4 separate regions of the Mus musculus genome follow, and all the other regions are linked to region 1. The links are chromatin contacts, called in public promoter capture Hi-C maps. All regions are on one chromosome and are shown on one strand. The core of a region is the stretch at or near the end of the contact, and the rest is flanking DNA. Distances in the headings are between cores, read along the strand shown. Region 1 holds the start of Dlx5 (distal-less homeobox 5). Region 2 holds the start of Tac1 (tachykinin 1). Region 3 overlaps Gm20619 (predicted gene 20619). Region 4 overlaps Gm20619 (predicted gene 20619).

The links. Promoter capture Hi-C pulls out the DNA fragments that hold promoters and counts their contacts.
Region 2: a promoter capture Hi-C map of embryonic stem cells shows a contact between it and region 1. The contact joins the promoter of Tac1 here to the promoter of Dlx5 in region 1. A contact is called at or near these places in 2 of 39 promoter capture datasets (both in embryonic stem cells) and 1 of 9 other capture datasets (adipose tissue).
Region 3: a contact with region 1 is called in a promoter capture Hi-C map of frontonasal cranial neural crest, with 6 times the contacts expected there. The contact joins the enhancer-like site here to the promoter of Dlx5 in region 1. A contact is called at or near these places in 4 of 39 promoter capture datasets (the C10 cell line, cranial neural crest, frontonasal cranial neural crest and 1 more), 1 of 484 Hi-C or Micro-C datasets (liver) and 7 of 115 datasets of contacts at active chromatin or transcription factors (craniofacial prominence, embryonic forebrain, embryonic hindbrain and 4 more).
Region 4: a promoter capture Hi-C map of second pharyngeal arch cranial neural crest shows a contact between it and region 1, with 7 times the contacts expected there. The contact joins the enhancer-like site here to the promoter of Dlx5 in region 1. A contact is called at or near these places in 9 of 39 promoter capture datasets (the C10 cell line, cranial neural crest, embryonic stem cells and 6 more), 3 of 484 Hi-C or Micro-C datasets (the MC3T3-E1 cell line, cranial neural crest and palatal mesenchyme), 7 of 115 datasets of contacts at active chromatin or transcription factors (craniofacial prominence, embryonic basal ganglia, embryonic forebrain and 3 more) and 2 of 9 other capture datasets (embryonic stem cells and embryonic trunk).

The regions. Positions count from the first base shown.
Region 1 is chr6:6,879,494-6,885,567 of GRCm38.p6, reverse strand. Dlx5 (distal-less homeobox 5) reads left to right here and starts at 3,500. Exons shown (of 3, transcript NM_010056.3): 1 at 3,500-4,036; 2 at 5,858-6,042. The coding sequence starts at 3,682.
Region 2 is chr6:7,551,599-7,557,672 of GRCm38.p6, reverse strand. It overlaps Tac1 (tachykinin 1), which reads right to left and starts at 2,612. Exons shown (of 7, transcript NM_009311.3): 1 at 2,512-2,612; 2 at 1,937-2,068; 3 at 893-989; 4 at 413-457. The coding sequence starts at 2,059.
Region 3 is chr6:6,334,420-6,340,493 of GRCm38.p6, reverse strand. The region is part of intron 3 of Gm20619 (predicted gene 20619); the gene reads right to left. Among named protein-coding and RNA genes, the nearest start is that of Gm34749, 14 kb to the right of the region's middle. Within about 2 kb of position 3,448, at least 1 of the 459 cell types and tissues checked has an H3K27ac peak or open chromatin away from gene starts, as enhancers often do.
Region 4 is chr6:6,361,884-6,367,957 of GRCm38.p6, reverse strand. The region is part of intron 3 of Gm20619 (predicted gene 20619); the gene reads right to left. Among named protein-coding and RNA genes, the nearest start is that of Gm52888, 25 kb to the left of the region's middle. Within about 2 kb of position 3,782, at least 8 of the 459 cell types and tissues checked have an H3K27ac peak or open chromatin away from gene starts, as enhancers often do. A contact at or near this core is called in craniofacial prominence, embryonic limb bud and second pharyngeal arch cranial neural crest, where this site is marked.

The DNA of each region.
Region 1 (6,074 bases), core at 2,251-4,750:
AAGCACAAACCCTGAGTTAGATGGCCAGCACCACACCATCCTTTTTTACACAGAAAGTTCGTGGCCAGCCTGGGATACATGAGGTTCTGCATCTAAATAAGTGAATATATAAAATATATAAAATGGCATACCCGTACAAACTCGCCTTCCGTGGGGTTTACGCTGTTGACTCAGAGTGGCACCACTCTCCAGCAGAAGCCTGACTGGCCCTCATTTGCATGGAAAGGGGAGTGCTGCCTCAGATTGTCTAGAAAGAGGATGACTCTCAACGTCCTCCAATCGCCTCACAACTATGTAAGAGAGAAAGGAAAAAGCGTGGTATGGAGAAAAGGGTTTATTGGAAGTTGAGACAAAACATGACCGCCTTTCAAGACCAGCCTGAGTGATTCTGAGCTGGGGACATTTGCTGAATCCACACTGTTCCTGGCGGACACTGGGTGGCGCTCGTGGTAAAGGCTTGCGCTTCTTTAGGGTCTTTTCCCCCCCATCGCCACAAGCCCTTTGCAAACTTCAGCTACCCAAAGAAATTACAGGCTCCCTACATGTCTCAGCAGGGAGCTTTGCTGGAGGAATTTGTGATACTATGGGATCCTTTCTCCGCCGATGCGTCAGTTGGGATTTGAGAAGCACTAGTGTACTATCCCTAGCCATGGCGTCAGATCCACCTCCTCAGAACTGACAAAATTAACATCCCTGGCCAGAAAAAAACCCAAAGTGTGGCTCCAAAAGTGCTGACCAGACTTGTAGCTCGGCCTGCAGCACACAGAACACAGGGAGTGTCCTTGTGAAAGGAAACAGGACTACATATTGTGAGCAGACTCGAGGCTGTCTATAGTGGCCCTTACTTGACTGTATTTAAGGAAAGGATGGAAAGTGACAAAACTCAACTCAGAAAAGCCATAAAGAAAGTTGAGATTGGTGAATTTCAAAGAGGCTCCAAGTTGGTGATTTCACCCTGAACTGGACTTACTACAACAGGTTTACATCTGCATAAAGGCCAGTCTTTCAGCACTTCAGGTTATATGTAGAGATGGCGCATTCTTTTCTCCTTACCCATCCTTTTTCATTATTCATATATGTATATATATATTTCATTGTTCATAAATACATTTTTGTGTGTAATATATCTTTACATGCGTATATGTGTATATATGTGTAATATATACAGACATGTGCAATAATGTATGTGTGTACATCCATATGTGTAAATGCATATCTCCACTGAGAAAAGGAAGCAGCGAGTAAATGCTAGCAAGATGTAGAATTATCTTACCAATATAACATGAAGTATATCTGCAGTTTCCAGTATCAGGGTCATGGGAAGCTGCCTTCTCACCAAGGTTTAAGAGAACTATTAGACTCCTTCTGGCGATAATGACCATGCTGACCTTTTTCCTCCTGGTTATTACATTTAAATTTATAGTAAATAAAATTGGGGCCTGTGATGGGATCACCCATCTCTCTGCACTTTTTTTTTTTATAACCTCTGAACACTTTGACCAGCTCAAGGCATTGATTTGTAAGGCCCCATGGATTAGGTGAGCATCTTTAGAGCAGACCGCAATCATAATCCAGTAAGGTCAGCAGTACGTTTGCCTCCTTGAAGACACTCAGTGCAAATCTAGAGCCTGGACAGCCACATGAAAATCAAAGGCAAGGGATCAGTGTCAAGGAACAGCAAACATTTGTTAAACCCACACATCTGTGTCAGAAGGGAAATCTAGAGACACCAAGGCTGCAAGTAGGGACTCCAGATGAAGAAAGGGGTGGCCCTGCTGCATGCTAGCTCCCTCTCGTTGTTGACAAAAGCTGAAGTTGTACAGCCAAGGAAAAGCAACAGTAGCCTGGGTTTATGGGGCCCATGTGCACCTGAGGCACGTGTTGCTGCTTCCAGTTGCAGCTCCAGATTCCAGAGAGGGACTGACCTCCTGCTTCCAGCTCTCTGACAGAGGCTTGGAGTCCTTGGTTGCCAAAACAAGAACAAAGTAACCTCAGACAAAACTCAGGCAGATTTTCACTTCTTCCCCTGGCAAAAGGGGAACCAGAAGAGGAACCAGAAGATTCCACCCTGAACATTCAATGACACTCCCAGGTTCCTGGCCAAAAGGAGGCCCAAAATAGGATACAACTCATTTTTGAGGGGAGTAGACACAGCATTGAGTGAGGATCAGAACACATTCCTAAGGCCTCACTCAATCATAACTAGAGGAAAAGCCCATGTTGACAAAATAAACTTCTTCTGGTGGTCTGTGGCCAGTGTATGAGTCTTGAACCCTGCTCCCTTTGTACATAAACGAAGATGCTCAGTAGGCAGGAAATAATGGGGGATGCTACAGAACCCAAACTCAAGAATTGAGAGGGGGATTGGAGTGGATGTAGGTAATGGAACCAGGAGAGGGTCGTCCATGATCGAAACCCCATCTCCCAAGCGGACTTGGTTCCTTGCCTACTTTTCGGTCTTCATACTCCATTTGGTCTGGAGGCACACTATAGGTCACACACCCAAATCAATTCACGTTTGCAGGAATCTGGCTCCTGAACTGAGACAAGAGCCATTCTAGAAGCTTCCAAGTAGTCGAGGATATTGAGCAAAAAACCAAAAGGCTGCTCAGCTCTCTGGGAAAGCCAACTAAGAGAGTTCAGGCAGTGGCAAGGTATTCAGGAATGAAAGACATTGATTTTCAGCAGTCCCTGTAAAGACTTCAGTTGCCACTGGGGACGTCTAGATTCTTGGACATCTCTGTGGAGTCCTGAGAAACAGGGGCTTCTGCAAAAGCGCTTGCTGCGTGTCCAACTGTTTTCCAGTTTACAAATTTTCAACATAAATTAGTTGCAACTTGCTTCCCATCATCCCACTAAGACAATGCTGTTCTCCATTTGTTCTCACTGCCATCTAACACTGCTCCTCCTCTGCACACAGTCCCACAGCGGTGCTCTCTCCTACAGTCTCCGTCGGAGGAGGGGGGAGAGGACTGGTAGGTGTGGAGCAAGAAAAGAGCATCAAGAACCGCATCCTCTAAACTGTACTTTTGAGATTGCTGATTGGAACACGTTGTCTTCAAACAGCACGGAGCTAGGCCCTGGGACTGCTTGGTTTGTCGAAGCTATTCACTAAAAAGAGATCGACTGAGACCCTCCCTCCCCCAACAGGGAACAACTCATATTCTCTCTCTCTCTCTCTCTCTCTCTCTCTCTCTCTCTCTCTCTCTCTCTCTCTCACACACACACACACACACACACACACACACACACTCTCTCTCTCCTTGTACGCCTCTCTCTCTCTCTCTCTCTCTCTCTCTCTCTCTCTCTCTCTCTCTCTCTCTCTCTCTCTCTCTTTAAGCAATGCTTTGTTGTGCTAAAACTAGTTGGACGAGTTAGGGTGTTGCTCTGCTCCCGAAGCCCTGGCCAATGGAACCCGATCCACCCCGCTGTGCGTAAGCGCGCAATTAAGGATTTAACCAAGGCTGTGCTGCGCCTCAGCCAGCAGTCAGCCTGCGGGAGACAGAGCCTCCACGACTCCCAGCCTCCTCCTCCTCCTCCTCCCCGCCGCCGCCGCCGCCTCCTCCTCTTCCTCCTCCTCCCTCGCTCCCACAGCCATGTCTGCTTAGACCAGAGCAGCTCCACAGCCAATTCAGGCAGCAGCGGCCGCCGCAGTAGAAGAACAGCCACCGCCCGGGAGCTATGACAGGAGTGTTTGACAGAAGAGTCCCAAGCATCCGATCCGGCGACTTCCAAGCTCCGTTCCCGACGTCCGCCGCCATGCACCACCCGTCTCAGGAATCGCCAACTTTGCCCGAGTCCTCGGCCACCGATTCTGACTACTACAGTCCCGCGGGGGCCGCCCCGCACGGCTACTGCTCTCCTACCTCTGCTTCTTATGGCAAAGCGCTCAACCCCTACCAGTACCAGTACCACGGCGTGAACGGCTCCGCAGCCGGCTACCCGGCCAAGGCTTATGCCGACTACGGCTACGCCAGCCCCTACCACCAGTACGGCGGCGCCTACAACCGCGTCCCGAGTGCCACCAGCCAGCCAGGTAGGCGCGCGGGGGCGGGAGGCAGGTACCCAGGGCATCCGTAACCCCGCGGGCGCCAAGTTGGGTGGTAGATGAGGGCCACGCTGTCCGCACCCATAGAAGGGTGCTTCGCAGAAGCGAGTGGGGGCCTGGGACTGCAAACAGGACAGCACCTCACACCGGCATGGGGGGGGGGGCAGTGGAGGACTTTTGAAGAGGTTTAATCGGGTGTTTTGCCTCTGGCGCTGCTCGAGGATCCCTCCTTAGCTGGATTCCTAGCTGGCCTAGCCAGAAAGCCAGCTTGGCTGCAAAGAGGCTAAGGGATTTGGGGGGCGGGGGGTGGGTGAAATCAAGCAGCCCTAGTGGTGTTTGCGTAATAAAAGGAAAGTTAGTTGGAATTCTGGGTGAGCGTGCTGAGTTGGTGAGATCTAGTCTGGATTAGCCAGCGAAGCGCCCCGAGGCCTCTCATGGAGGGTGCGGGCAGCACACCGGGTGACCTGGGGGCCGGAGGGCTGCAGCCTGACAGAAAAGCGAACAGGGAACTTTGCGGTTTATCCAAGGTATTTCCAAATACAAAAAGTCATTTAAAATAGCGGAGGATTGCCGAGAGTTCACTCTGTTAGAGGGACCCCCCCCCACACACACACACACACTCCATCGAGTGCTCTCTCCGTAAGTGCCTAGAATTTGTCTGCCTTCCTTCTTCCCCACAGACTCCCCTTTCCGTCCACTGTGAAACTTCCTTAGAGCGTTACAGTGGGGTAGAGAGCTTGGGCGGTAAATGAGAGGCGTGAAGTCTCAGTGGAGAAATTTTACTAGTCGATTTTGATCTCCCCTCACCGACACATTAATAAGGCTGCTAATATTAGCATCCCCTACTCCAGTAGAGCGGAGACCGCAGCCCTCCCTCCTTCTCCACCCTTCCTCTGGCAGCAGCTTCATACACCGACTCTTCCACTCCTTTCAGGACTGAAGGGGGAAAAGGGGCCATGTGGCCTAGGGGCACATTAGCAAAACACGGATTCACAGGACCCCAGCGGGGTACATTTATGACAGTGAGAATTCTTCCTTGGTTCCTCCCCTTTACTACGAAAATATCCTTACTACAGATTCCTTTGCAATACATTGTTGATGGAAGTTTGAGTCTGCTCCTCTTGCTGTCTCTGTATCCTTGCATAGGGAGAGGATTTTTTTTTTTTTTTTTTTTGGTCAAGAACATATTAAGTCTATTTGTGAAAGAAACCAGACACATCTGTGCCCTCTCAGATCTGCAGTGAGATTATGGGGACTACATAATCGGCTCTCTGTCTGCCGCAGCCCCGACCGACCGCTTGCCGCTGTAGTGAAGGAACATAGTTTGCTTGTCGGTCTTTGAACTTTGGAGCCCTTGGCTAGCGTCTTCCCTGCCCAAGCGTCTAGCCTCTGCGGGCGCCCGAACAGACGCCGACAGAGGGTCATGGCCCAGGGGCCTCCTCGCGTGACGCCCAGGGATTGGAGTGGCTATTCGCGTCCCAGAAACACACAAGGTGAATACAGGGAGGGAAAAAATAATGAGAAAAATAAGCATCTCCAAAGGGTTCCATCCCTAAAGCGAAGAACTTGATGTGTACAAAGTGCCCCACGCACACAGTGGCTAGTAGTCAGAGACTCGCCAGCTCTTCCATGTATGATCTGAGGATGGGACAGATTTCTCTGGGGTTTGAAAAGCCAAGATTGTGATATTGGGAAAGAGAAAGATGACTACATATTTCAAAACAAACAAAATCTCGCTGATTTGAGGGCCTGTGCAAACGAGCCATTGTCTGCCAGGAAGCTCTAACCTAGTCTGTTTTGGTTATTTAGAGAAAGAAGTGGCGGAGCCAGAGGTGAGGATGGTGAATGGTAAACCAAAGAAAGTTCGTAAACCCAGGACTATTTATTCCAGCTTTCAGCTGGCCGCTTTACAGAGAAGGTTTCAGAAGACTCAGTACCTCGCCCTGCCAGAACGCGCGGAGTTGGCCGCCTCTCTAGGACTGACGCAAACACAGGTAAATCCGGCCGCCGCCAAGTACCGGCCCCG
Region 2 (6,074 bases), core at 1,363-3,862, 670 kb before region 1:
AGCTACTTTATCTTTTACAGGGCACATAAGGAATTGATTTTCAAAATATTTGACTCTTATTTATATGACATCCTGGGACTAAAATAGATGAATGTCAACCAAATTACTAATAAAAGCCAAATATGAGCCATGGCTTAAAAGGTAGAACTGTGGGACTCTTGAGGTCTCTTAATAATAGTAAAGCTATAGACTGACATCAAAGTAACTCACTCATTAGAATGCGCAGGAGCTTAAAATACACGCGTGCGCGCGCGCGCACACACACACACACACACACACACACACACACACACACACCACGCTCATGCACCCACATCCGGATGTGTACACACTTTTTAATTAGGCACAAAATGCTTTTTATTTTAACGTGATCATTCATAATAGGAAAATAAAGATTTATAGGGATGTTTACCATAAAGAGCCTTTAACAGGGCCACTTGTTTTTCAACTGAGGAATCTGACAAGAGATGAATTGACATTAACTCTTCACAAGCTCCACTGACTGCCATCAACTCAAGGCAATTAAATACTTCTATCACCCACAAGGGGTAGCCAAATCTAGCCCAATCCAAGAAGACATCTTTCACCTGAGCCTGGACTATTAACATACCTGGAGATCCTTGTAATTTGGATCTTTAGTCAGAGGACTGTTTAGCTAAGGTTAGTTTCCAATTTGCATCACTTTGGTGCAGTGAAGCAAGAGAAATGGATCCCCTCCCCCTCCCCCCACGATCTAGAGTTAGTGAAGTACAGATCGAAGACTTCTGGGAATCAAAAGCCTTTAGGCGTGTAAATCTATACTCCCAGTACAAGAGACATTTGGGTTCTCCAGGAAGGAGCAAGCATGCAGACCAGGTAGCCTGATAGATCTAGTGACTATTGCTCATCTCACCAGCATCCCGCTTGCCCATTAATCCAAAGAACTGCTGAGGCTTGGGTCTTCGGGCGATTCTCTGCAGAAGATGCTCAAAGGGCTCCGGCATTGCCTCCTGGGGGACAAACCCGCGAGCAGACAACTTAAGTGAACCAGGATCACCTTAGTGGTGCACCTGAGCGTCCCCCAGAGCCACAGATTCCCCCAGACACCAGAACCTGGTGGGCTAGCACGCGTCTGGGCCATACTAAAACCTATACACTTTCCCCAATCTGGCCCCGCCTGGGATTTCCTTCTCCACAAAGTCTACCGGGGAGGCTCCTGCAGCAGCGCCACACCTGCCAGCCCTGGATCCTGTAAGCTTTCTGCTCTTAATTGCACCAGAGGGCTCACTCAAGTTCTTGTTATCACCTTTGTTTGCTCTCAGCGAGGCTTCGAAGTCCTCTCACTGTCCTAACTGTGAACAGTAGGGTGGATGAAGAAGGGTGAGGATACTTTCAGAGCAACCTTGCACCACCGCACAACTTTCACCATTTCCCAAGGCGCGCTCCTTGGAGCCAGTAGCCAAGAGTGATGTACAGGGAAACTTGGAGCACTGAATGCTGGAGTGCGGAGTTAGTTTCTCCACTGAGACCCCGCAGCTAAGTAAAATCCCGCTTTTGCCCCCATTAACTGATTCACTTCTCTATCCAGCATCTCAAACGCTCTGGCAGTGCGGTTTTACTAAATTCCCCCCTCGATTTCCCCTCCTCCCCAACCCTGTAAGTAGGGATTAAAACCTAATGAGGTTTCCAGCGTGGTGAGAACCCGGCTGTGAGAGAGAAAGACAGAGAGGAGAGAGAGGAGGTGGGAGGGGCGAGATACTGGGGAGACACTGACTGAACCTACGACGTTGCCCTCCCTCAGGGAGGAAACTTAGTTTGGTTCTGGGCAATAAGCCCTGTGCCTTGTCCGGGACGTGATGACCTTTATATTCCAGTGCGCCTCTCCAGCTCAAGCTGGGCTAATCAGGGTGCTACCACAAGGAGAAGGCAACAGCTCCCACGCCCGTTTGGGACTCACCTTGATCTGGTCACTGTCGGACCAGTCGGACCAATAATTTAGATCATCGTTGGCATCGATTTCCTCTGCAAACAGTTGAGTGGAAACGAGAAAAAAGACCGCCACGGCCACGAGGATTTTCATGTTCGATTTCTGAAGAGAGTAGGAGACAGAGGAAGGTGGGAAAGAGACATTATACATAAGGAGGCTGTGGCCACCCAAGAGTTAGAGCAGCTGAATTTCAGTGCCACAAGGAAGAAAGAACAGGTCCCGCTAAACCAAGATTAAAATAAAAACAAAACCAAAAGCCCACCAGGTCGAACACTTCTCCAAACCCTTTAAGAAGGCTCCTGAGGCGCCAAAGAGCCTCAAATCCTCCTCTCCTTGAGTCTCAGCGTCCCAGCCCCCTACCCACTGGCCCACACTCTCAAGCCTGAAGACTCTGCAGGTGGCAGACAAAGAGAGGCGTTGGTATTTGCACACTTTCTCTCCGGGTCTGAGAATGGAGTGGGAGCAGAGCCAGGGCGGACGCCACCTCCGACGAAGGCACGACGGGTCCCAGGCAGCCTTGGCTGGCAGGCTAGAGTGGTACTCACTGCGGTCAGACCGCGGGGATGCTCCGCAGGTGCGCACTTGCTGGGCGCTCTTTGCTCTCCTTGGCCGCGGTGCAGGAGCGGAGCAGGTCCGAGTGCGGTCTAGTCCCCAGCTCCTGCTTTGCGGTATTTATCTCAGGCGTGACGAGCCTGTAGAGCCACGTGACACTCTCCCCACGCGACTTTCTGCTCAATATTTAATTAGCCGCCCCCTCGCCTTTCGCTTGCGTGATGTAGAGTTTCCGAGACGGTAACCCGTCGGAGTCCATAACATCTGGACCAAATTGTGTTCGAAATGACGCAATTTTAGGGAAGTCGAGGTCTTGCCATCCAATCCAGAGAGACCTGTTTTCTTCGTCTGACAATCTGACGCCCTCCTCCCCTCTTCTTCCGAACAAGGTTCAGTGACACCTGAGATTACTCATCAAAACTGAGTGAAGTGACTCATGCCTCGGACTTTGGGAACTTTTCTCTCTAGAGGAGTCAGGGAATCTTGAGCTTTGAGGACAGCCAAATAACTTCCGCAACAAAACCTTGTGAAATGACACTAAGACACTAGCAAGCACTTCAGTGGGATGAGGCAAGCGGGGATTTTCCTTCTAGCTCTACCTGTATGTGTCTTAAAGGTTCCTGAGGTGTTACATGGCTGGAACAGCCCTCCCTCCCTAAATCAGCCAGAATACTCTCTCTCATTTCTCTAGCCTTGCAAAGGGGTTTCAGTCTTGTGTTCTAGAGGAGGAAAGCAGACTTGCTTTACATTTAGGAGAAAGAAGAATTGAAGCCTGCTGTAGCATGTAGAACAGCATGTGGAACGTACCCACCAGCCATCCGAGGACGCTGTAGCATGTAGAACTTACCCACCAGCCATCTGAGGACGCTGTAGCATGTAGAACTTACCCACCAGCCATTCAAGGACGCTGTAGCATGTAGAACAGCATGTGGAACGTACCCACCAGCCATCTGAGGACCTCTTTCGTTCCTCTGAAGCTTCTTCGCAGTCACACACAGAAGGTAGAGGGAGTTGCAAGAGAATAATTGTGCCTCTCTCCCCTTAAGCCTTGTTGGAGGGCTATAAAGTCTGTATGTTTACCTTTGTCACCAAGGGTGTGTGTGTGTGTGTGTGTGTGTGTGCTGCAGATCTGTCAGAGACAGAAGTCTTTAGCAAACCACGGTTTTACAGATACCTTCTGTCCCAGATGTATAATACTTTTCCATCTTTGGATGAAGTAAACGATGTTGCAGTTATTTGTTTTGACTTTTTTAGACTAGGACTCAAAATGGGTATTCTCCTAACTCAGCCTACTTGTTACTGGAACTACAGGTGTGTACCACCACACCCAGAGCGATGGGGTCTTTTGGATAGAGTTGTTTTCTTTTGGGAATCATCGTTCCCTAATATGTTTTTAGTATAATATGAAGAGGAAAGAAGTGTTTGCAAGCCAAACTAATGTTTGCCTCCAGTGTTTATATTGTTTTAAAACCTAAATGTAGACATTCAGAGGGATTTCATAATGTGAACATTCTATTTTTATTTTCAAAACTTTTAAAAGGAGAAATGGTGAACACAAATGTACAGTCATTTGCCTAAACAATTTGAAAATTTCATGCCTCCGCTTATGTAGAAAATATGTTCTCATGTACTATGGAGTTATTCTGATACATAATTCAGGAAATATGAAATAAATCCATGATCTACCAACTTTAAAAATTGCCAATTTAGAGCTTTTAAGGTATGACCTATTTTTTAAGACAAAGACCTCACAGATTTAAGCAGAGTTGATACATTTCAATGCAAGGTAGATAGATACTCATTACTTGATGCTGAACTTATGCCATTCTTGGCTAGCATAAAGTTCTTCCAAGGCTTTTGATATGTAATTAAAAGGAAGTGATGATTCCCTTGGTTTTGATCTGTTTCCTACCTGAGACTCCAAGTCTTCCTCTAAGGAGCCTTCATTTTCATTGAGTTGTACATGGTAAGTAGAGACCACAATCCAGGCATACATTGTTGATAAATTTCTTTCTTTTTATATCTTATTTTTATTTTTTATTTATTTATTTTATTACATATTTTCTTTTTTTATTAGATATATTCTTTACCTACATTTCAAATGCTATCCTGAAAGTTTCCTATACCCTCCCGCCACCCTGCACCCCTAACACCCATTCCCACTTCATGGCCCTGGCAAATTCCTGACTGGGGCATATAAAGTTTGCAAGACCAAGGGGCCTCTCTTCCCAATGATGGTCGACTAGGCCATCTTCTGCTACATATGCAGCTAGAGACACAAACTCTGGCAATACTAGTTAGATCATATTGTTGTTCCACGTATAGGGTTGCATACCCCTTCAGCTCCTTGGGTGCTCTCTCTAGCTTCTCCATTGGGGGCCCTGTGTTCCATCCTATAGATGACTGTGAGCATCCACTTCTGTATTTGCCAGGCACTGGCAGAGCCTCACAGGAGACAGCTATATCAGGGTCCTTTCAGCAAAATCTTGCTGGCATATGCAATAGTTTCTGGGTTTGGTGGCTGATTATAGGATGGATCTCCAGGTGGGGTGGTCTCTGGATGGTCCATCCTTTCGACTTAGCTCCAAACTTTTTCTCTGCAACTTCTTCCATGGGTATTTTGTTCCCTATTCTAAGGAGGAATAAATTATCTACACTTTGGTCTTCCTTCTTCTTGATTTTCTAGTGTTTTGCAAATTGTATCTTGGGTATTCTAGGTTTCTGGCCTAATATCCACTTATCAGTGAGAGCATATCAAGTGACTTCTTTTGTGATTGGATTACCTCACTAAGGATGATCTCCTCCAGATACATCCATTTGCCCAAGAATTTCATAAATTCACTGTTTTTAATAGCTGAGTAGTACTCCATTGTGTAAATGTACCACACTTTCTGTATCCATTCCTCTGTTGAGGGAAATCTGTATTCTTTCCAGGTTCTGGCTATTATAAATAAGGCTGCTATAAACATAGTGGAACATGTGGCCTTATTGTCAGTTGGAACATCTTCTGGGTATATACCAGTCACCATCCATTTCGTACCAAATTTTCATTAGTTGTCTACTGTTCACTCTGCCTTTAAATAGAGTCACAGTTCCCTGCCAAACCTTTTAAACCAACTCTGCCATTCTCTGGTTGACTTTTAATCATCTCTTACTGCTCCATGTCATTGTTAAGAAAATTTTCCTTCTGTATCAAGTGAATGTCTGCCAGTCACCTCTATGTCAAATGACATCTTAGTCAGTTCTAATGTCTTTAGACTAAATTTCATTTTCCACAGAAAATGTGTGGACATTGCTCCTTTATCTTGTGGAGTGACAGTTATAAGTTCTGGGGTAGCACACAACATTCCAAATCTTCCATGTTTTGCTTTTCAGCTTTGATATCTGAAGAATTCTTTTGTCTCTGACTGGTGGCAATGGGATCTATCCCCTGTTCACTACAATATCTCTCTCGTTTTCCTGAAGTATTACAACTATTGTTTTGCTTCAGTATGGGTGACTCTTAATTTGTCTAACTATATTCTTTTCTCATTTTAGGAAAATTTCATTCTACTAT
Region 3 (6,074 bases), core at 2,199-4,698, 550 kb after region 1:
CTCTTTCCTCTGCCTTTTGTTTAGTAGCTTACTATTATTTTGTCCATTTTCCACAGTTCACATGCAAATAATACTTATACACCTATAGATATTTTCTAACGGTATTTTCTAAATCTCTTATTTGTTGTTCAAAGATTCATTAACTTAAAAGAAAAAAATCTGGCCACACATCATACTGAATCTAGTGTCTACTTCCTTAAACTTCTTTTTCCTGAAAGTTTTACCTTTTTTTTAATTCTATTTCCCTAGATCAATATTAACCTATAAAAAAAAAACAACAACAACAAATACTTGCAGCAATTGAAAAGAATTAACCAGTAATTCCCAGTAAGACTTGGTAGAATTGATTTTACCTGTCAATTTATGTGCCCGTAAGCTGAGAACTCTTCAATAAAACTGTGTCACAATGCATAAATCCTTTTATACAAAGATGAGAGTGCAGCCTCCTATAGGCAGTAAGGGCAGGACATGTAATGGACCATAATCTAGTCCTGTGGCACACATAACATCTCCCCTGAATGAATGAGTAAACTCTTTGGTTGGGATACAGGATCCTGAGTGAAGCACATCTTTACTCAGGTGGGTCTTTATTGGCTCCACCTACCATGCTCCCCAAAATGACTAGTTGCAGTAAAGACTACCTCATTCTCCATCCAATTCCCACTTAAGGTCCATGAAAGCCCACTGGACAGTGCAGCATGGAGGTCCTCCTTTCCTGTAGTCCCCTCCTGCTCTCAGCATTTCTCTCTCACTGTCCTTTCACAAGGCTACCTTAACTCGGCTTATTCCTTGTCTTCATTTCCTTCTTCTTCCTGGGCTTGAGAAATCAAACTTTGGAGATATGACCTTGGTATCTGCTCCCTCAAGTCCACCAAGAGCTAAGAAAAAGACTCCTTTACACTCAAAGAACCCACATCTCAAGTGACTCTTCAGATGTTACCAAGAGCACATGCATACATGGAGAAGAAGCAAGTAACAAATAAGGGAATTATAATACAGAGTTCCACCTTGACATAAAATAACAAAACCACTGTCATAGATTCCTACAGAGGCCAGAAAGCCACCTTAAAGCATACCCACATTGTGTTAGTACTAGTCACATTTCATAACTACCTAAGCAATACCCAACAGAATATCTACTTCATCTTGCTAATATTTAAAACAATCTAATTTAAGGTTTTATATATTATGTCCCATAAGTGTGTGGTTACATTTAAAACCTAGGATTAGAGGAGGAGAAAAACAAACCATGTCTCTCTTCTTTGAAAAAAATCTATGTGCTTCTGGGAGCCTGTCTCTTCCTTTACTAAGTATACTATCTTTCCATAAGAACATGTTGCAATCAGTTCTCTCAGTTTATGGAGATATTATGTCCACTCCTAATATTCTCTTAACAGATCAGACCTACAGTTAAGTAAACTATAAGTTACTGAAACCTTTAACTAAATTTCATAGAATTTAAAATCTCTTTTAGCAACTAGCTTAGGACATTATAAGAGCAAGCACTCATATCTGCCTCCTGAGTAACCCACGTCTATACCCTAAATGATTTCAAAAGAATTTCATGACTACATGGAAATTGATTGAACACATAATCTATTTTCCTCATGCGCATGTAAATTTTGCATCTCAAAATACTGGGTTTCTTTCACTTCCAATGGGAGTTTTGCACACAGTCTATAAATCTTGCTGTTAAGACATTTTCCTTCATTATCCTAAATTTATCTTAATTTCAATCCAATTATAAACTGTTTACTAGAGTTTTCCCCTCATATAATTGAGCACAGTATAGTTGATTTTTTAACTGTAAACATACATCTGTGAATAATTCCTAAATGCCACAGTACATAGGAGATCCTGCAGCATAATGGAAGTAATTTATTTCCAAATTGCTCCCATTTCTCTCATGCCTTGCTCACAGCACTTTATTAAAATCAAGTCCAGCAGGTACGACAGGAGGCTGACCTTGTTTCTGCAGTACTACATATGCTGCCCTTGCAAGACTTCCCAGGCTCTTACGTAGCTCAGAAACTCACAATCTCCACAGCGGTCACTGGGAAACAACATGAATCCGAAGGAAGTCCATGGAGGTTCGGATACTAGCTCTGCCAAACTCTCCAGTTGTGTGAAATGTGTTGTTAAATGTGTTAAACATTTAACCTTCTTTTGCCTTAGCTACTACATGGAACTGAAAACACAGTAGCTTCTTCATAGCCCCACTGTGAGTAGTAAATGACTGGCAATGTAAAGAATGCAAGAATGTTAACAGTTGATATTAATATAACTATCATATGATCACTTTCACTCTTGAGAAACTTGTTAGCAGACAATTTGGGGGCATTAAATAGATGAAGTTGCCCCATAGAGGTTCTATATCAATGCCTGAAGAAAGGATAATAGCAGTCATAAGGTGATCTGTTTATTCTATCATTTTCATGGTCAAATGTCACAGACCAGCTAGTCAAATCTATTTTCAGCAAATAAACATCCTGGTCGTTCTTAAACGAGTCAACTCTGTTATTCTCCAATGAAAGACCTTGGCTTTCAAATCAACAATTTGAACAATGTGTCAGTTGAGTCAGACTCATCAAAATGGTACTGGATATCTACTGTGTGCAAGGCACTGAGTCAAAGTGTATGCTAGATGTAAGAATAAAGGTTTATCCAGTAACTGTTAAGTGATGTTTGCTATGTCAGGCATGGAACTAGGTAATAAGAACAAAGAGGAGATAAGAATAGTCTTTATTCTTGAGTTTCTAACTCTGAATGGAAGGAAGACTGTGGGGAGGGGATTAGTTATAACAATGGGTAAGGGCTGTATGAGAAAAGGACAAAACTTGAAGGGAGAGAAGGGCAAGATGAGGTAGAGAGGGGAAGAGATCCAGGTTAAAGTGGTATCTAAGCTTGTATTGGCTAGTTGTGTGTGAACTTGACACAGCTGGAGTTATCACAGACAAAGGAGCTTCAGTTGAGGAAATGCCTCCATGAGATCCAACTGTAAGGCATTTTCTCAATTAGTGATCAAGGGGGAAAGGCCCCTTGTGAGTGGGACCATCTCTGGGCTGGCAGTCTTGGATTCTATAAGAGAGCAGGCTGAGCAAGCCAGAGGAGGCAAGCTAGTAAGGAACATCCCTCCATGGCCTCTGCATCAGCTCCTGCTTCCTGACCTGCTTGAGTTTCAGTCCTGACTTCCTTTGGTGATGAACAGCAGCATGGAAGTGTAAGCCGAATAAACCCTTTCCTCCCCAGCTTGCTTCTTGGTCATGATGTTTGTGCAGGAATAGAGACCCTGACTAAGACAAAGCTGAACACAGCATCAGAAGGAATGAACATGGAGAAGGTCCGGGCAGAGTACTAGGAAGCATAGACAAAGCCCCAAGAGGGATTTCTTTCATGAAGAGAGTAGCAGGAATGATGTCTGGTGTGTAAAGCATCGGGCAAGTGTGGATAGAAGGGGGAAGATGCTCACAGAACACAGTGAGCCATGCTAAGGGGCTTAGAAAGGAGAAGGTACTGAAGGGTGGAGCAGGGAATGTGGTTATCGGCATTGCAAAACCATCATTCTGGCTGCAGAGTAAGTTTGGAGACAGTGGGACAAGACTTGAGTGGGAAAAATAATTCAACTAGCAAGGCCTGGATCTGACCTGCACTCATAGAAGACTGTTGGAATATAAAGAAACAACAGTTTCGAGAGATACTGAGAGGAGAGACTCAGCAAGGTCTGACAATTGTGGTAAAGTGGGTGGGGAAGAGGAAAGAACCAAGGACAGCTTAAGATGAGAGAGAAGAAAAAGAAAGTAGAGAATGAAGCTGCCTGTCCCTGTGTAGCATAGAAGGCAGGACAGAACATAATCATTGATAGAACAGACACAAAAAGATGCAGAAGTGTTCAAAGACAATTCCTTAGGGTCCACCAAAACATCACCAAGTAGACAAGGCGTACACTGGGGTGAAGATTCCTGGGGGAAGGAGTGCTTGAACAAGCTGAAAGAGTGTTTCCATCCTTTAGTGGTGTCAGAGCTAGAACATAGATGCTTGAGGGTGACCAGAGTGCTGGAGACTAAGTTGTTCACAGGAGTATGACCTCCAGTTCTAGGCTGAGAGTGTCTGCTTCTGTACCATCCTTCTCTAGATGCACATCTCTAAGGTTCTGTCCAGCTCTTGGTAGGTTTAGGCATTGCTACTCTGAATATATTCTCAGAGAAGACATTGCCATGATGCAAGCTAGGGGTATTCAATATGTATAGGGTCCTGGGTTAAATCCTTAGTACCTGGAAAAAAAAAAAAAAGGTAAAGGACAGACGTTTACGTAATGCTTCGAAAGACAAACGTTTATGTAACGCTTGAAGCCTCTCTGTATTGAACTTTTGTCCTGGAGTAGATTTTGATATTAACATCAGTCTTCAAAAAAAAAAAAAAATAGCACTGCTCTCAACATGTATTCCCAATGCTGGTACCTTCTACTCCAGCCCCAGTAACCTCAGCCCTGTGATTAGAGGGCTTGGCCGTGCCATGGAGCCAAACACGGAGGAGTGTTCCTGCCTTTTAAATTGCCAAGCCAGCACATGTGGGATGCATCTTTAACCACAGAATATGTTTTCTTTAAGGCCTTTCCTCAATCGTAAAATCTTAAATTTAATAAGGACTGAGGAAGCCTATAAATCAAACACAATAAAATCATAACTCATACACCTTGTTCTAAGTGGGCTACATATATTTTTATCATTGAAAAGTATAGATCTGGGTGTTCTGCAAATACTGGTTTCTCCAGCAGTCTGGGGGACAAAGCCGCATTAGTTTTCAATTTACAGAACATGATGTTAGTGATTACATTAACTTAATCTAATATTATTTCCCATATTTAAAGATAGAATGAGAACCGTGTGTTTCAATTGTTGTTGGCTTTAAAAACATAAATGAGAACGCATGTGCGCATGTGTATGTGTGCATGTACATAAAGGAATAAGGACTCGGCTGGCCTTCCATATAATCAGCCGAGTTATTAGTACAGCTGCGCAGTCTGTGTCTCAGGGGATTAGAAGCTCGGCCTGAAATCTCATTTAATTACAGAGCATTGACTACCATGGACCTCTTACATCTGGACCCAGGATAATAGAGAACATTTTGTCTGAATGGTTTGTAGTGTGTGGGATGGAAACACGTGTAGTTCAATTTCTAACATTTGATTGAGAACAAAAAGCAAAAATTCACAGATGGTTAGCTCAGCCTATTAAACAATTTCACTAACGTTCCTCAACTCTCTTCTATAGAGGCTTCAAAAATGCAGTTCTTTCACCCTTGGCATGTAGGGTGAAAGGACAAAGAATATTTAGTTCATCTGTACATGAATGTAAAAATAATATTTGTCTCAAGTTATCATAGGAACAATACCGGGCAATGTAAAGGAAAGGCCACAACAAAAAGTTAGATGATATATTAGTTAATTATAACTACTAGTAATAGTACACATTCATTCACTCTTCTTTAGAAGGAAAACAGCCTTTGAGAAGCCCCAGGGACCAAGGCCTGTTCGCCATGAAGGGAGTAGTATGATTAATCGTCCAGTTGATGCTTCTGTTCTACCACAGCTCGAATCTAGAGAGGGAACTAGGTGAACGAGGAGATGCTCCATTGAGTAATAAGCACTGAGAAATCGGAAGCAAATAATGGGACTGCACCCTTGGAACCTTTAGGGACAGCCTCTCAGAAGCATAGCATTCTAGTTGGAGACTAAATAAATTAAATGAGAGAAAGCCAGCTACCAGAAATATGTTTCCAGATGGTGAGCAAATAGAATAGCATTGGGCCAGGCGCAGAGAAGGACACCACAGGCACTGTAAGGTAGGGACAGTTGAAGCTTAAGGAACACTAGATGGGGAACCAGTCTTGTGGAAGCTACTGGAATATGCTAGGCACTGAAGAGATGACTTCTGACTCCTGATGTAAGAAGGACACCACTCTAGCTGCTGTGTGGAAAATCAATTAAGGAGTGGCTGGTGAGGAACAGAATGACCAGAGTTGCACCACAGATATGAATACAGTAGCTATTATGTATAAAAGAAGGATGGCTCTCT
Region 4 (6,074 bases), core at 2,533-5,032, 520 kb after region 1:
AGCATCTGGCGCCTTGTAAATGCTCAGTAAGCTTCAGCTATCATTCTTTGCTGCAGATGTACATTTTTGTCTCGAAAAGTTCCTTTGGAGTCTTTACTGTTCTTTCCTCTCGGTGCGTATGAGTTCCTCTCCATCTCTAAACCTGTGGAGCGTATAGTAGTTGTCTTCTATAGTCTTTGTTTACTAATTCTGTCATCTTTGCTGTTTCCTATTCTTTCTACCAGGTGATACGCTCCTAACTCTTGATCATATTTTATTGCTGCTTTTGCATATCCGATGCTGTGATTTAGATGTAGTTTGAAGTATTCCCCAAAGGTTCAATTGCTCGAAGTTTCAAGGTGGGGCCTAATGGAAGATGTCTTAGATATTTGAAGTGCTGCTCTCAGAATGAAGTAATATAGTTCTTGCAGGACCCACTTAGGTCTAATTTAAAAAACCAAAAATGCCTCTGCCCAGCTAGGCAGTAGTGGCTCATGTCTTTAAAACCAACACTTAGGAGGCAGAGACAGGCAGGCAGATCTACAAAATGAGTTTGAAGCCAGCCTGATCTACAAAATGAGTTCCAGTACAGCCAAGGCTACAAAGAAAAACCCTGTTCAAAGAGAGAGAGAGACAGAGAGAGAGACAGAGAGAGAGAGAGAGAACCTCTGCCCATCCTGCAACCTATGTCTCAGTCAGAAACCAAGATAATATGGCTTCTTATTCATGGATATTCAGCTTCAAAACTATGAGTAAAATAAAATGCATACCTCAAAATATTTGTATACAACAACAGAAACAATAATATACCAATGACAGCTTTTTTACATTATAAACTTGGTTATTAGCTGCTTTGTGTTGTACATTTCATTTAATTGATGTTGGATTTTGATTTGCTACACATTTGGGTTACCTGGAATAAATTTAGAAACCTCAAAGCTTGCTTTTCAAAAGTGCTAGGGTATATTCAGAGAGGCTTTGTGTCCTTGTAATGTTTCGCCAGCAAAACACACTCGGACAACCAGGTCCTTCTACAGAAGAGCTTTATTGCTTACTTCTCAGGAAGACCCCGAACCCTGAAAATGGAGCTGTTTAAATACCCCTCTGTGTGACATGTCAGCTCCTGATTAGCTGCTCACCCATCACCCCACTATTACACCCCGGGATGGGCAGTGACTTGGCACGAATTTACTCCTGCACCTGCGCACATTGCTTGTTTACCAGTTAGGCACTGTGGAAGCCAGCGCCATCTTGAAATGGCGATTGCTCACGGCTCTCCACAGCTTTGGACTATAACTAATTCAGTCTACCTTTGCTGAGGATTCGTCTGATGTCTCTGATGCTGTCTTCCCACCATGGTTGGTAGGAATATGAACGAGCTGCTTCATCCCATTTGCTTCACGAGTTCTCTCCAGTGGTCCTTTCCCTCACATCAATCTTTACTCTCATGTGTGTACAAATCAGTTCTCAGCCAGAAACTTGTGGACACCTCTCCAACATACAATTTCTAGGTAATCACTTCTTCATAATAATGCCCTTTAAATATTGGAAACGGCTTATATACTTGTTACAGAAATAATTGGAAAGGAGATAAATATTTCTTTAGAATACATTTATTATTTATGAGAAACATCACTCTCTCTCTCCTGATTTTGCCCTTTTTTCTTTCTCATATCCCATCTCTTCCTGCTTTTTCTCTCTTTCTGAGTGTTTCTGTGTGTGTGCGCGCGCGCGCGCGCGCGTGTGTGTGTGTGTGTGTGTGTGTGTGTGTGTGTGTTTCTCTGTGTATCTCTATCTCTCTATCTCTCTCTGTCTCTATGTGTCTCTGCGTGTCTCTGTGTGCCTCTGTCTCTCTGTCTCTCTTTCTGTCTCTCTCTCTGTCTCTCTCTCTGTCTCTCTCTCTGTCTCTCTCTCTCTCTCTCTCTCTCTCTCTCTCTCTCTCTCTCTGCCAGTAATGCTTGCTTTCCAAACCTCTGTCTATCAAATTCTAAGTGTCTTGGCCTCCATGAACGCCAGTTCTGCCTCTCTCAGCTGGACCACAACGTTGGGTTGCTCCTCTAGACGTTCATCCCTGACACACTGCAGTCATTAAGCTGCTATAATCATAGGACTCACTTCCTGTGCTTGCCTTCTCGCAGGAAATGACAGTTACCTAGATGTTCAAGGTGGAATACTGAATCCAGTCTTTCTGGCTCCATCCTCGCCAGAAGTTGAAATCTTTAGCTATTATTTCCAAAAGCTAGTTTTAGGTGCAAACTTTACACATCTAAAGATAAATTTAAAGAAATAACAAATGCAACATATGGAAGAATGTGCAGGCTCGTGTGTGTTATTAAATAGATTCCTCAATCTAGGCATGCATTATGTTTGCTGGGTATTTTTCTGTGTGTCTGTGTGTGTGTCTCCCTTCTGAAAACATTTCACTTTTAGATTCTTGGCTCTGGGCCAATTTTGTGTAAAAGCCACAAATTTTGAAGCTTTTATATAATTTTAAATCCTAGATAAGATACAATTATGTCTTTTGTGAATGACTTAGTCAATTAAGGTTTTCCTAAAAGAAGAAAATTTGATTTTGTTGTTGTTGTTATTTTACTCTGGCTATTAATGCCATGCAATCCCTAAATGTTGAAAGTAAAGTTCTCCTATATGCTGGCATTGCAAGAACCGTTTAATATACAGATGAAGCCCAATGCACGGGATGATGATGCAAGGAAGGGATAAACTTTTATACCTCTTCACGCTTATATTAAGCATGATCACATTACTCAAAGCTCAGTTAGCTTGTAGAAGGTCTGTGTCTGTAAAAGACACAGAAAAACCGCACACACATGAATGGTGTGAGTTACACTAAACCTTTTGCTTGAACAAGAAGACATATTTATACAATGTTTACTCTGCATACAGAGAATTGGAAATCGTAAAGGGAAACTGAGGAATTCATACTTAACAAAAATTACCTTTGAAATTTAATCGCTGCATTTTGAGGCATACAATGAGATTTTACATTTCCTCACTGAGACATTTATTGTTCCTGCAGAAACCGAATTATATCTTATTCCTAAATCTGTCTTCTATTAAACTAAAGAAGTCCATAAATCAATAATAACCTTTCAGATATCAACCTCTTCATAATTATGTCTTCCATATCTATGTAATTGTTTGCATATTTTATATTAAAACAAACAGGGCAAGGCACATTTTGCTTGATTGGAAGGAGGGTCTAAAGATTTTAGTTGGTTTTCAACATTTGTGAAATCTGTTTTTATCCTCTTTTCCATTACATTTAAAAGTTAATCTATTTCACACAAAGAAGCAAATAGATGCGCTGATGCAGATCAACTCTCCAGGAAAAAAACAAAAACCAAAAAACAGACAAACCAAGTTGTCCATTAGAACTTGATGTGGATTCTATCATAGTATCATAGTATAGTTTCCACTAAAAACAACAGCAAACTTGTCAGTTAAAGAAATGTGTGATTTTAGTTGAATCAGGATCTGAGTATCTTTCTGACAATTTCTCTGCGTGTCTCAACAGGAAGTGGCTGAATGGCCACTCCAGATTGATCTCAGATTCAGAAACACCAGCATCTTGAAGCTGCTCTGTTTGTGGCGTGAAATGACAGCAACCAGAGAGGCCTGCGGCTGCTTTCCTCGATGCCTAGTCTGTGTGCCAGCCATCTGTGTTCATTTAGACTGTGTGTGTGTGTGTGTGTGTGTGTAGGTGGAGAGGGTGGTGAGTGGCAGAGCTCAGGTTGCAGGTCTCAGCATGGGTTTTGATACAGAACTAGACCTTCTGCCTGGTGCCTCTCTAACAAGACCCCTCATCTGCTGGGCCCTCCAGAGAAGTAATTTCACCAAGACCAGCTGCGAGGGGAATGTTTCTTGTTCTCTTTATTCAAAGTGAAAGATGTTAAACAGAAATTTTCAGAAGCACTTTTGTTTGGAAAACGGGAACGGAAGATCACGGAAACTGGAAAACATCCATGAAATTAGCCCGAAATCATGGCCAATACTGATCATTTGCCGACAAGCTGTCTGTCAGGGAAACCACAACAATGGTTTATTCAGGGCATCCTGGGGCAACAGTGCTGCGGTGGCACTAACCACACATTGGTCCAGAGGTTGACATTTTATGTTTTCACTTTTGTCATTGCAATAGAGGGTCCATGGCACACTAGTAGCAGGAGTCCTCAAGTACTCATTGCTTTCTTTCTCAGATGTAATCCACTAGTGAGAATTAAGAGAGAATATAGATTTAAATAAGACCCCCGAGGACCCGCAGGAGTCCCTAAGACGGGAAACGGGAAGAGAACCAGACACAGGCCACACTTCGTCTCACTGATCTCAAACTTGGTATACACTTGTTAAAAAGCTCATTTTTTGTCTATGAATAGGAGGTGGAAATGAGCGAATCTGGCTGTATACATTTGTTATTTATTATTTATAACTCAAAACCTTAGCAGCCTATAATTAATATGCATACCTATAAAATTTCACAATATCCCTATGGCCTTTAACATTATTGCAATATTTATTCAAAGAATCTCTCTTCTCTCCCCTCCACTCCCCTCTCCTCCCCTCCCCTCCCATGTCCTCCTCTTTCCTCCCTCCCTCTCCTCTCCCCTCCCCTTCCCGCTCCTCCTCTCTCCTCCCTCTCTCTTCTCTTCTCCCCCCTCCCCTCTCCTCTCTTCCCCTCTCTTATTCTCCTGTCTTCTTTGCTCTCCTCTTCACCTCCTTACAGTTTCAGACCCTGTAGCTTTCATTGCTCTGACCTTCTGGGAATGTCCTTACCATGTATCCATCAATACTGCACCTCTAAGCCCATACCTAATTGGTTGCCATGCCCAATCCTGGAGCTCACTTTCCAAATGTCACATCTGCCTACAGCAGAGTGATTTCTATTCCCAACTTAGTGTCAAGTTATCCATTTATTATTAAAACTAGGTTTCACACTATTAAAATTAGGTGTGGAACTGTCCTTCTTAACTTCTGCCCAAGGGGGATATTTTCTGTGTATTAACAGGACTTAAAAGCTTACTCTGAAAATAGCTCCCAAACTCAGGCAGAGCCAAGAGCCCTTCCTGCATCACAGAGCACCGGGTTTCCAATACCGAGAGCAATGGGGCCCTCAGAAGAGCAGGAACACTTTCAGAATGCTTCACATACTTTGAGAATTACATAAGATGAGAAACAGACTCACCTGGGTAGCATTTCATCTTAAATATTTGCTGGTCCAAGTGTGCACACTACCATGTAAAGGATTCATAAGGAACTGTTATAAATGGCTGTGCCCTCGCTGTTCTGGAATTTGACAAATACCATGAGAGCTTTCTTCTTAGGTAAAAGCAGTCTCATCCTATGGTACTGATAAAATTCTTTTTCCACATTTTGAAATTTGCAGATTCAAGTTACTGAGTCTTTCTTTCATGAATTGCCCCTCTAGAAACTTCCCAGAATCTTTACAAGTCGCAGGTCAGAGACTCGGTCCTCAAGAGCTGTGTACGTGGATGGAGGAAGCAAAACCACTTCCTGTAAGAGAGCAATGAAGACTGTATACTGTTGTGCGATGGGATGGAAAACAGTTCGGCTTGGATTAGGTGCCTGAGTGAAGATGGCAGAAATCTGCTTGGAAAAGGTTGGGATCTCTGGAATGAAGAAAAAAATGCAAGAAGCAAACATAAAATGCTGGTGCCTCTGTATGACCCAGCAGGCTTTGTGCTACTGAAGGTAGGAAAGAGTCCTGAACTGAAGACACTGTGCATTCTATGGAGGAAAAAGTTACTTCACAAATTTGTTATTTTACAGTGGAACATCTTCAGCCTTTAGAAAGAATGAAGATGTGTTGTTCACAGGAAAACTAGAGAGTCAGAGCAGCTACAACTAGAGAGCCAGAGAGTATGTCTAAGAAAGAAAAATGGCGTTTGTTTTCTTTCATTTGTGGTTCCTAGATTTTAATAGATACATAAAATCACACACACACACACACACACACACACACACGTCCCTAAGGGAACAGATTGGATTAGTAGAGTTGGGAGAGACAAAAAAAAGAAAGTAAATGGGCAGGAATGTGCTTGTCAGATGCTTACACAATA